Regions from separate parts of the Cyprinus carpio genome. Here region 1 is linked to region 2. A link is a contact called in public Hi-C data. All regions are on one chromosome and are shown on one strand. The core of a region is the stretch at or near the end of the contact, and the rest is flanking DNA. Distances in the headings are between cores, read along the strand shown.

Region 1 (5,924 bases), core at 978-3,477, 63 kb before region 2:
CCTTTTGTAAGGAACTACATTGTTTGGCGGAAGAATAATGTTTTTATTAATATTACATTTTATTTGTTTTGTTTTATTTTGTGAAACCTTGCTACATTTATGGAATCACCGTTTTATAAAAGCAATACGCCCCGTGAAGCCGTTGTTTACAGTGAATTTATAACAGCTGAGGACGCTTCGTGTCATGCCTAACAACGCCCCTTAGCTATCATAAATTCACTGTAAACCACGGCTTCCTGCGGCTTATTGGTTTAATGATTTGTGTCATTTGTTTTGCCCTAAGGCTGATGATACTCAGGGCAACTTTTTTGAGCACTGTTGCTTGGGCACTATCCCATTGAGAATGGGTAACAAATTTCTATCTGGACATTTTAGATCATTGGCCCCGTGTCTCACCTGGTTGCCTGTTGATGTTAATGTTGCCTGGCAACATTGCTCAAAAAGTTGCCCCATGTATCATCACCCTAAGAGTCAGTGAAACTTGTGTCCAGATTTTGCTGTCTTCTCATGGATCTTGTTCTTCATTAATCAGGTCCATAAGGGAGGTTTGATCGCCTCGACCAACCAAAAGCCTGACCCACAGAGAGACGCTGCGGTGAACAAGCCTCAACCACGTCACGCCTCTACTCCAGACGCGCTGGAATCCCTGGGCGACCTGCACCGCCGCACCCACGTCCTCAAGGATGACCGCTCTCCTTACTTCATCCGCACCAAAGCAGGCGCTCTGTGCTTCCGTCAGGGGACAGAGGTGGCACAGCCTAAAGATGAGATGTTGAAAGTGAGACCCAGCGTAGCTGGCCTCGGCAAGCGGACAATACTGCAGAAGCCGGACGAGTCGAAGACGCCAGTGAAATCAGTGGAGGAGTCTGGAGCCTCTCGAGGGAAACCCAAGCGCGGCAAGCGACTTGTGAAGTGCATTTGTCGGCCGGGCTGGCACGGTCCTTACTGCGGAGTGCCCACTATGGTGTACCACTCCAATCTGCCCACGAAAGAGAGACTGACCCCCCGCGAGACGCCTCGACACGTCATAAACGCCATCAACGTGAACCACGAGTTTGACTTGTTGCACGTGCGCTTCCGCGAGCTCATCCGGGCCGTGGATCTCTTCCTCGTGTGCGAGTCCAATTTCACGGCGTACGGAGAGAGGCGTCCGCTGAGATTCCTGCATCTGCTGCTCAACGGAACGTACGATTACGTGCGCCACAAGATCCTCTACGTCTTCCTGGACCATTTCCCAGAGGGCGGCCGACAGGATGGCTGGATCGCCGATGACTACCTGCGCACGTTCCTGACTCGTGATGGCATGTCGAGGATCGCAGGCTCGAGATCCGACGATGTTTTTCTCATCAACGATGCAGACGAAATCCCGGCTCAGGAGGGAGTCATTTTCCTTAAGCTTTTTGATGGCTGGACGGAGCCTTTCGCCATCCACATGCGGAAGTCCCTGTACGGATTCTTCTGGAAGCAGCTGGGCTCCCTCGAGGTGGTGTCCGGATGCACCGTCGGGATGCTGAGGGCCGTCTACGACAACGATGGGATTCGGCTCCGGCGGCGGGAGTACTACACCATGCCGGGATTCCGGAAGTACGAGAACGACACCGGACACATCTTGGTGCAGTGGTCGATTGGAAGTCCGTTCCATTTCGCAGGCTGGCACTGCTCCTGGTGTTTCACGCCAGAGGGAATTCACTTTAAACTTATTTCGGCCCAGAACGGGGACTTTCCTCGCTGGGGCGACTACGAGGACAAGCGCGATCTCAACTACATAAAGGATCTGATCCGAACCGGGGGCTGGTTCGACGGCTCCGTGCAAGAGTACCCTCCATCAGACCCTAAGGAGCACATGTACGCCCCCAAATATATGTTGGATAAATACGATCACTACCGCTACTTGTTGGAGAACCCTTACGCCAGGCAGTCCAACCTAGGAGGTGCGTAGAGCAGAATGAGGGCCAAAGATGGTTTGACAGTAAGCAAGGGGAACAGAGAGGGAGAGAAGAGGACGCTGTCCTGTTCCTCTCTTTCCTCATTCTCTCATTGGTCCCAACATCCAACACCGTCCAATATGTGAACGCAGGCCATGCAGACACCAACAGCAAACCTTTCTGTTTGGGTCTAAGTTTACATGAATGATTTCCAGCTTTCTTTTTAGAGACTCTGTGTTCACTGTACAAGACTGTGTGTGTGTGTGTGAGAGAGAGAGAGAGAGTGAATGTGTGTGTGTGCGATCAGACTGAATTTAATTGGTGCACAGACTTTCTTGCCTGCACTTCAGAATCAAAATAAGGAAACTCATTGCGCAATGCCACATTTTTGGGTTCGTTGACCGCTTGTAAATTCCTCCAAACTCAAACGTCTTTTTCCTTGGTCAAAAAAATATCTTTGTATCATTGTGAGCTGTTCTGAAAGAGTTTGTGGACGAGAGAGAGAAAGAGGCCATTCGAGAGAAACAAGGCTTTGTTTGAGCTCTGCTGGGTTCTGATTGAGCTGATATGTGAGAGAGATCCGCTCGGACAACACAAATGAGCTTCCTGTTTGAGAAATCCTTGCGGAAAACATCCTAAAGCTGGGAAAAGAGCTGTTTTCAAGTCAGATATTTAATCTGTGAACACCACCCATGTTGTGCACAAGAATGGGGAGACGCCTGATAAAAATAGGTCAGAGGCTCTGTTCCAAACTAGTGAGATGCCTATGTAGGCAACACTTTAAGGCATCACAGCTGCACCAAGGTTGTTTCAAATCATCTGCTGCCTTCTAAGATTCTTTTGGCCAAATTTAAAATTCTAATTCATTTTTTTTTTTTAGAGAAAGCATGATCTGAGAATGCATTGCAACAATCTAAAAATAAAAAACATCCATGATGGCGGACAAAGACTTGGTTGTAAATGCAATGCATTCAATACAGAAAAGCATATAAACAGTTTAGTCCAATGTGTAGTTTTTATTGTTAGTTTAGCAACATGCATCACACTTAACTGGAATCAGCAAAGAAGCAGCTCACAGTGTTTTGGAACAGAGCCATGCAGTGTTTTGTGGTCTTGGCTCTCTCGTGTTTTAATTTTAAGTCAGAGGAGGAAACAGTTTCTTATGAAATCCAGTTCTGGAAATACCCTGTTCTCAGAGCCCTGAACCCATATCATCGAATCCAACATACCTCATTAAATAAGATCCCTGCCATAATAAATACTAACGTTAACAATACTATCTCGTTCTTCTGGCGCTGTTAAAGTCAACATGAAATCAACATTGACTCTCTTCATTCATGTCCCTATCTTATTGTGAACGCCATTAATATTACAGCTGACATCATCAATCCACCCAAACCATCTGATCACTTCATCATGGAGAAAAAAAATCAAGTCCCATCCTACATTAATTCTCACACTTTCATTCCAGAAATACAAGTACAGTGGGTTGTGAATGTCATTGTGAATGTTGATTTAAATCCCCAAAATGATCAGCAATGAACGAACTCCCACAAACATGGAATCACTTCCGAAGAACATTATCTCTCTGTCAGACATGCTGCTAAAAACAGGTCTCCAGATATAGAAAATATCTGTGCGGGGAATTAAAATACTGCCATGGTGAAATATACACCACCAGTAGTCAAGGGTCATGAATTTACGCTCGCATGTGACTTACTCACTGGTGTCTGTGTAAAAGGTAATGTGTGCTGTTCGTGCCGCTGACTGCTGTTCTGTGTCCCAACAGCAGCACATTATAAACAGACTAAAGATAGAGACAGCGTTCGATGTCCGGAGACATAACAGGTCTCAGCAGATAGACAGGTGCACAAGCGTTTATAGTGCGTTTATCATCCGTCAGGGTCTCAGATTGTGATCGCAGTGCGCTCGTGACCTTCATGTGCACAGTAAACCAGAGATAGAATGACATCTCAAGGATGTCTCCAAATCTGTGTGAATTCCACATGGGAACAGAGTCGGAATGCTGAGCTTTTATTCCAGTGACCTCTGGTGAGACGACTGCATTCTGGTCCTGAAACTCCAGCGTTAATGAGCAGACTGGAGTTGGTTTCATTCTTACTGAATCACAATCAGTTCACGTCTGCATATCAAGCAGCCTTCAGCTCACAGACTCTCTCTCTCTCTCTTGCTCAGTAAACAAACATTCACTGTTTTGGACTTACTGTCTTTTGTGTTTTGTGATGTTTGCTGTTTTAAATGTTGTTGCGGTTTACATTATTTATCTTATTTATTACTTTCCTGTTTCTGTGTAGAAAAGGGAAGCTCGGTCTGTCAGAGAAGTGAGAAGTTCTTCTCTGACTCCGTATGAAAGACTGTAACGCTTCTCTCCTCCACGTCATCCCTCCATCCCGTCCTCTCGCACCGTATTATTCATCTTAAACATGATGGTAAAAGTCACTCTTCTTGGCCAGAAACACTTTATGCTAGTATGCACATGCACATGCTCTTGTGCTGTTGAGATTTGAGAGTTTCAGCTGTTTCTTCTATATTTTGACGAACATGCAAGTGTACAAATTATCAGAAAAAGAAAAAATGTGGAGCAGAACTTGGTGCTGTGGATTGGTTGTTATATGGGAAGTGGGTGTGGCATTCATAAGTCTATGCAGATGAGTGTGAGCGTTTACAGGGGCGGAGTTTAAGAGCACTTACTTTACTTTTTTTTTTTTCAAGAATAGGATTAAATTTCTCGTGTTGTGTTTAGGTAGGAGACGGTGTTACAAGTGTCCCGAGTTCGAATCCCAGCTCAAGGACTTTTCCAGATCCTGCCCCATTACTTGCCAATTTTTAAATAGTTTTAAACAAAAATAGCCATCACTAAAGGACTAAAGATCACACACTAAAAGACTTCAGGCTATACTTTTTTTTTTTTTTTTTTTACAGATATGTACAAAAGCTCATACTCGTTTGTTTTGTGATAAACGGATGAACGCGAACACTTATATAAAATACAGGGTTTTATACGGAATGAAAGACCGAAGGAAAGAGCAGGTGTGTCACCACAAATCAAAGGAAACGATGACGTTAATCATGCAGTGGCATATGGACACACACTTACACAACACCGGGATATTAAATATGTGCGCATATATAACATGACTGAGCTTTGAATAAGATGCGATGATTTGCGTGAGTGTGAAACACGCTCAGGGCTCCACAGACACACGTGATCCTTCAGGAAATAATAGTGAACGTCACAATCTCCTGTGAAGTCAAACTGTTCATATCTGCACTGCATTTTATGATTTTTTAAGCGTAACTTATTCAGTGTGTTCTGCTTTAATATATTGAAGATTTTTTTTATTTCGTTATATTTTTGGGTGAAGTTAAGATTTCTTCTCATCATAATGTGTAAGCCTAATCTTGTATAAGACGCTGAGATCGCCATATTGGAACAAAGATCATTCTGTGATGTTTGTCACTATTATTGACGCACTCTGTGGGTTTTTGTTCCGCAAATCAAACCAGTTTAACTTCCTTTGTGATCTGATTTTAATATGCGCTGCAGAGTGAACACTCTCTTCCAATCGCATCCACTATCACTCTCTCTCCTCCAGTCACGTCCACTCTCACTCTCTCTCTCTCTGTGTGTGTGTGTGTGTGTGCGTGTGCTAGTTTCTCATACTGGTTCCCAGATGGAATCATTTCTCCAGTAACCGCAGTCAGACGAAGGACATAACGGTGAGAAAAGAATTAAAGTCTCTGAAAAGAAGAGAGTCTCCTGAATTCTCTCCCGCACTGCTAAGAAGGAGCGTGTACATTAAATGAGTTTATACTGTCTTTTTTGTTTTGTGTATATGAATGGCTATATGTTAACCTTAAAGATAAAATTCAAAATAACAAATTCTATGACAAAAACTATAATAAATTAATTTGAAAACCACTTTGCGGCTGTATTTCCATGGACATGTTTCACTGTAACACATCACTCTGTGACCC
Region 2 (6,751 bases), core at 1,870-4,369:
TCAGACAATCTCAAACCTACTTAAAACCTGCTTAAACACCAGCAAACCTGCACAGAACCCCTCAAACCAGCACAGAGAATCTCAAAACTACTTAAAACCTGCTCAAAACCCCTCAAACCAGCTCAGACAATTTCAAACCTACTTAAAACCTGCTCAAAACCCCTCAAACCAGCTCAGACAATCTCAAACCTACTTAAAACCTGCTCAAAACCCCTCAAACCAGCTCAGACAATCTCAAACCTACTTAAAACCTGCTTAAACACCAGCAAACCTGCACAGAACCCCTCAAACCTGCTCAGAGAATCTCAAAACTACTTAAAACCTGCTCAAAACTCCTCGAACCAGCTCAGACAATCTCAAACCTACTTAAAACCTGCTTAAACACCAGCAAACCTGCACAGAACCCCTCAAACCGGCTCAGACAATCTCAAACCTACTCAAAGCCTGCCCAAAGACCCCTAAATCCAATCAAACCTCTGTAAACCTGCTCAGAACTCCTCATTCATTCTTCACGCACTGATGTGATATGACCTGCTCTGCTTCAGATTCTCATTCCCAGCTGATGCTTGTTTCTGTTTTCCTCAGACAAATACAGAGAGAAGCAGAAGAAGAGACAGCTGAAGTCAAATCTGCAGTATTTCCTGGGCGCTGATTGTGAAACACAGAGCAGAGACACGAGAGCGGTCTGAATCTCCTCCAGCTTCATCAGGTCACACACACAGATTCTGTCAGTGATGATGTGTCACGATATAACGTGTGTTTCTTTAGATCGTCCGGCAGCATGTCATCGGCCCGATCCGCCCGTCTCCAAACAGGAGAAATCCGTCTTCACTGAGAAGGACTTCCAGAAGATCCAGAAGGAATATTTCTCAATTCTCTAGTGTCTGGGAGCTGATGTGTGCCGTGGGATAACACATTTGACTTGGACAACAGACTGATTTTTTAAGAAACAAGGAAATAATAAATGGAATTTAAAGCAGAGAACTGTGCAATACTGCTGCTGTAAAACTGAAAGTTACTAGTGTGAAAAGAGTACAGAAAGAAAGAAAAAAAAATCTAAACACACTGAAGCCCATTAGACTCAATTAAGCTGCAATTCTTTGTACTATTTCTAATACATTTAAACTCATTTAGGCTTCCACTCTGTCTAATATTTCTAATCTGTCTATCTATCTATCTGTCTATCTATCACATGGCAACCTCCCAGAACACCATAGCTACAACCTAGCATCCACCCCAAGTAACCTAGCAACCGCATAGCAACACCTTAGCAACCAACCTGAGTACCCTAGCAACCGCATAGCAACACTCTGGCAACCACCCTGTGTACCCTAGTAACCACCCTAGCAACCACCCCAAGTACCCTAGCAACCGCATAGCAACACCTTAGCAACCAACCCGAGTACCCTAGCAACTGCACGGAAGCACCCTAGCAATCACCCCGGGTACCATAGCAACCACACTAGCAACCACCCTAAAAAGAAGGTCTTTTGAAGAATGTTAGTAAGTAAACAGTTGACGGTACCCATTGAGTTCCGTAGTATGGATAAACATGCTATGGAAGTCAATGGCTACCAGCAACTGTGTGGCTACACACATTATTCAAAATATCTTATTTACTATTCAGCAGCTGAAAGAAACCCGTACAGGTTTGAAACATCAGATTTAACGATGACAGAATGATCATTTTTGGGTGAACTATATCTTTAAGCTATTTTTTCCTGTTTTTTACGATGTAGGCTAAGATTCTTTCAAAACTGTCTGCATGCAGCATGATCTTCTGCTAAAGGTGCGTGAACACTCGAGACGCTCTGATGGAGGGATACACTTGTATAAGATCCAGTGTGAATGTGTGAAGGACGGGTTAGTTTGATATCAAGCAGGAATACCACACAAATAGAGCTATAGCTCATCAATCAGTGAAAGACAGGCTGATGCAGCAAATGTTTTCCGTGACGTTTGGTCATTTCTTTCTCAAACTCTTTGTTTCTGCTCTGTCTTTTTCACCACTCCATCACTTTCAAAATGAATAGGAAAACCATTGTGTGTAGTCAACTAAACCCTCATGAGAAACTAAACTCCCACCTGCACACGCGGATCCAGCAGAAGAGCGTCTTCAAAGACACGTCTCTTCTGCCCACCAGATCCACACCACGTCTCTTCTGCTAACCAAACAAAAATACATTTGATCAAAAATACAGAGAAATGTTATTACAATTTAAATCAAGTCTTTTCTGTGTGAATATCTGCTAAAATTTAATTTATTGCTGTGATCAAAGCTACATCACTGCAAAAAATTATTTTCTTGCTTAGTATTTTTGTCTTGTTTTCTAGTAAAAGTATCTAAAAATTCTCGAATCAAGATGAATTTACTGTACAAGTAAAATAACTAAGATATCATGTCTTGTTTTCTGAAAAAATTGTCAAAAATATCTGCCAATATACCTTTAATATATATTGCCAATATACATTTGTGACTAAATACACTTTTTAAATACAGAGATAGTATGTTAAAGCACGTTTTAGATGACCTTAAGTTTATTTTAATTTTGACCGCTGCATTTCATTTTTAGTAGGCCTATATTAAGTACAAAATTAAAATAGAGCAGTTTAAGTACATTATACGGAAGTGCACTTTCTTAATGTTCACTAAAGGTCAGACTCCTGCAGTTTCTTATAACTCTGTTTTTCTCTCGTGCAGACATGCATTCTTGTGTTGTACCTTCGCAAAAGAGTCAAAATAATAATAATAAAAAGATTGTCCTTAACTACTGGCATAGTTTGAGTATTTCGTGTATGTTTAACACTGTCCAATCGTTATAAGAATTACTTTAACTTAGCGTAAACCTCGCTTGTCAATGAAATCTTAAAGTATATCGCTCGTAAAATCTGTCATTTATTCGAACTATCTAATATATTAACGTAATTGCGACGAGTTTGTTTCGTGTCTGAGCTCCGCGCGCATGACCCACATCCCGTGAGAAAGTAAATATTTAGGTACTATTTGTTTGGTAATACTGACAGGCGCAGAGGCCAATCAGCAAGCAACCACTGGCGGAGTGATACGCGCGGAGGAAGCGTACTGTGTGGGTGTGATGCGCGCGTATATAAGCGGCAGCGCAGCCATTTCTCTGTTTTCTCTCTCCAGCGCTCCAGTCTCTCCGCGCGCAGCTCTCCCGCGGGAATCATGGCAGTGTAGCGGCTAGCACCGGCAACCATCGCGGCGGCGAATCCGGCAGTGCAGCGGTCAAGTGCACTGGCTCTATTTGGCAAAATGGCGTAAGTATTTCTCAGGTGTAATAATTAAATTGTCACGAACTCGTCGAAGGTTTTAAAAGCGGTTGTATTTGTTACTATTAGTTTTAACAAGTAGCCTAGTTTGGCGTTTAGCAGGTTTACAGTGTGGCTGTGTAAAGTGTTTTCGGTTTGATTCTTCCGTCGTTGTTTGCCAGACAGACACGCGCTAATCCATGAAATAAACAATCGGTTTTTGTCGCGAAGCGGCAACGTGGCGCCTCAAAATGGCGCGAGGGCGTCAGAGACACCTTCATCTTGCGAAGGGGGCGGGGCGGGGCTTCCCGTACTCATGACCATATTAGGAGATGTTCTCGGGAAGGGCGGGGAAAGTCCTGCCTAGAGGGGAACCACTAGATGGGTTAATAATAGTTACTAGTGCTGGTAAATACTAGTGATGGGAAAGTGTGTGTGTGTGGGCAGCTTGAGTTCCTCCCAGATGGCATCTAGTTTGATCGGCCGGTTTAACTGGAACACCTTTAGGTGTTTAGAGACTGGATGAACTGGTTTACGGTGCTGGTAATCTCAACTGGTTATCCAGCGTGAGGAAGTGAATTAAAAATACCAGTGTGTCATTAAATCTTCCCTCCAGCAAGGGTTGGGACTCGAGAACTGGTTCCTCTTTGTTCTAAAAAAAAAAAAAAAAAAAAAAAAAGCTATTTACATAACATCATAATAGTATGCGTAGGAGTGTGATTTGTAAATTCTGAGTAAATTAACCTTGTGAATGCATTTTCCAGTTAATACTGTCCTTTTTTTTTTTTTTAATTAATAAATAAACATAATGATATTAGTATTGTTGATGAAACTCAGAATTTCCAGTCCCAGTTAGTCACTTGGAAAGTCTAATTTCCGCTTTGGTTCTTCAGCGCTGTCTCTGTAACGTCGTCTCCCCTGGTTTCTTTCAGGTCCCTTGTGGCATCCACCCACAGCTCTGCTGCTGTAGACAGCACATCCACAGCGTTCACCAGCGCTCCAGAACCCCTGTCCCGCTCCGCTCCGCCTCTGACCCGCGTGCCATGTCTGTGGGTGTCTCAGATGAGTCTGGAGGTCTCAGTGGGGGCCCCTGTTCCTGGGGCCCCTCATCTCTGATGGCTGACCCCTTTGGGCCCCTTCTGGACGAAGATGAGGAGAGCGCTCTGTCGGAGGGGTGGTCTTCGCCCCTCTCCTCTTCCTCCTCTCTCTCGCCCCTCTCTCCCTCTCGTCCCGCTTCTGTAGGGTGTAAGTCTCTCTCCTGGCCGCCTGCGCAGACGGAGCCCGAGCAGAGCACAGGTGAGGCTTCACACACACACACACGGTTGCTCTGGAAACTCAATGCATCACACTCGTACACCGAAAAAAAGTTCTTGGTCAGTGTTGGTTGTGTTTGGTGTGGGTCAAGGGGTTATTAAACTTAATTAAAAGGGTAAAATAAAAAGAGAATTGACATTTATTTGCTGAGGCAATATTTCTTATTTTAGTATAACCTGATGAGCTAAAATAGCTAAAACCAAACCTGAAGAAGTAATTAAAACTATATAGACATATGATAAACTATATAAAACTGGCAAAAGCTAAAGTAAATAAAACTTTAAAATTAACATGGAAATAATAAAACCACTCAAAACAGAGATATAGAGAAATAGAGAAATAACTCCATTAGTAAAAACAAATGCGTACATTATCATGCATATTGTTTTTCAGAGATTTACTGGTATTATAACAGAACCAAAATCATCATAACTGATGATAAAAATATCATTAAAACAAACATTTTCATTACTTGCAATAAAATATTCTGAAAAACCATGCATTTATTTTACCAAACAAAGACTAGAACTGAATATGAATGTACTATATTGGGAGAAATTAAAATAAACGGCTAACTAAATTACAAACAAAATATAATAAGTTAATCCAGATCTACAAATAATATCCCAGTGACACTAAAATAACACAGAACGGTAGTGAGAGCTCATTGGGTTTCAGAGATCAGTAGTTCTCTCTGTAGGTGAACTCTGCGGTTAAGTTAGTTAATGGTAAGATGATTTCAGGTTAGTGCATCACACAGACGAGGGTCACGGGTTGAGCAGCAGTGTTTCAGAGGTTTCCTCTGCTACGGTTTCTATACCTGCATTTTAAAACCAAATCTGCATTTACTAAAATTCTGTTTGTCCTCCAGCAGGCGATGCGTTTTCTGGCATGGATTGGATGACGGAGAAGTTAGACCTGAATGACTTTGATCTGGATTCTCTGATCGGATCTTGTGATTCAGACGAGCCTCCCAGTTCTCCAGAAGAGCTGCTGGCCTGCCTGGACACCGACATGGATCTGGACCTGGATCCGCTCGCGTTCGGCTCGACAGAGCTGGGCCTGGCTCTGCCTCCGCTGACCCTCGACCTTCAGGAGCCCGTAGAGGTCAAGCCTGAGCCTCTGTCTCCGGATCCCAGCTGCACACTGGAGCTGGGCAGCGAGGTGTCTGTGCTCCAGTCCGCCGAAATCATGCTGACTCCATCCCACATCGTGCTGCTGCTGACTCCCAAAGAGGAGGCGAGGGCCGCCGATCTGTCCGACAGCGACAGCGGGATCTCCGGATCCGATCCCGAACCCTCGCCGAAGCCCGCCGGCTCCTCCAGAACCAAACCCTACTCCAGACCCGACCCGGCTGTGAAGGCCGCGCCCGGCGCTCCTAAAGTGGAGAAGAAACTGAAGAAGATGGAGCAGAACAAAACGGCCGCGACGCGCTACCGGCAGAAGAAACGCGCCGAGCAGGAGACGCTGAGCTCCGAGTGCGCCGAGCTGGAGAAGAGAAACCACCAGCTCCAGGAGAAAGCAGAGTCCATCAGCCGAGAGATCCGCTACCTGAAGGACCTCATGGAGGAGATCCGGTCTGCCAAGAACCGCAGGAGCAAAGCTAAACCGCAGGATGCGGTCAGCTCTGGTCAGGGTTAACGCTTCCCCCGGTGTTTCTGCTCTAAACTCTTTCGTTCTCACTCACTCGAGTCGTTTATCGTCCAGTAAGGGGCTCATCAGTCAGAGTTGTTACACTGAATCTGTTGCTGTAGTGCTTGTAAATACGCTTCACGTGTGCTGTGTAAACACGCTAAACACGCTAGATCTGTCACGGTGTAGTGTGTTGGCTGTAAAATCGCTTTGCTGTTTTCCATTAAAGACATTAAAAAATCATGTCTTCTGTTGGCTGGTTTTCTTTTTTTGGTAAAGTACACAAAATATATTGTAATAAAGGAAAAGACAACCCATATGCTCCCAAACCTCCCTTATTCCCTTACACAACCCACCACACCTCAGGACTGAAGATATCTAGAGTAAAACTACATCAATATCAAGCGAGTATGAAGATTGACCTGTTCGTTAGAATGCATGTGGAAATCAGCAGAAGCTGATATTAAAATGCATCTGGTCCATATTAAAGACGGTTTTATTGGGTGATCAGGATCAAATGCAGCAGTAGTTTTAA

The links. A called contact is a pair of places that touch in the nucleus more often than the background predicts.
Region 1: a contact with region 2 is called in a Hi-C map of liver, with 4 times the contacts expected there. The contact joins the enhancer-like site here to the promoter of LOC109079321 in region 2. A contact is called at or near these places in 3 of 8 Hi-C or Micro-C datasets (liver and skeletal muscle).

Annotation. Positions count from the first base shown.
Region 1 is chrB6:563,209-569,132 of ASM1834038v1, reverse strand. LOC109065948 (beta-1,4-mannosyl-glycoprotein 4-beta-N-acetylglucosaminyltransferase-like) reads left to right here. Exons shown (of 3, transcript XM_042725264.1): 3 at 533-3,139. The coding sequence ends at 1,939. Among protein-coding and RNA genes, the nearest start is that of LOC109065890, 11 kb to the right of the region's middle. Within about 2 kb of position 2,227, at least 4 of the 8 cell types and tissues checked have an H3K27ac peak or open chromatin away from gene starts, as enhancers often do. A contact at or near this core is called in liver and skeletal muscle, where this site is marked.
Region 2 is chrB6:499,819-506,569 of ASM1834038v1, reverse strand. It overlaps LOC109079321 (cyclic AMP-dependent transcription factor ATF-4-like), which reads left to right and starts at 3,119. Exons shown (of 3, transcript XM_042725256.1): 1 at 3,119-3,279; 2 at 4,203-4,566; 3 at 5,456-6,459. The coding sequence starts at 4,314. The coding sequence ends at 6,225.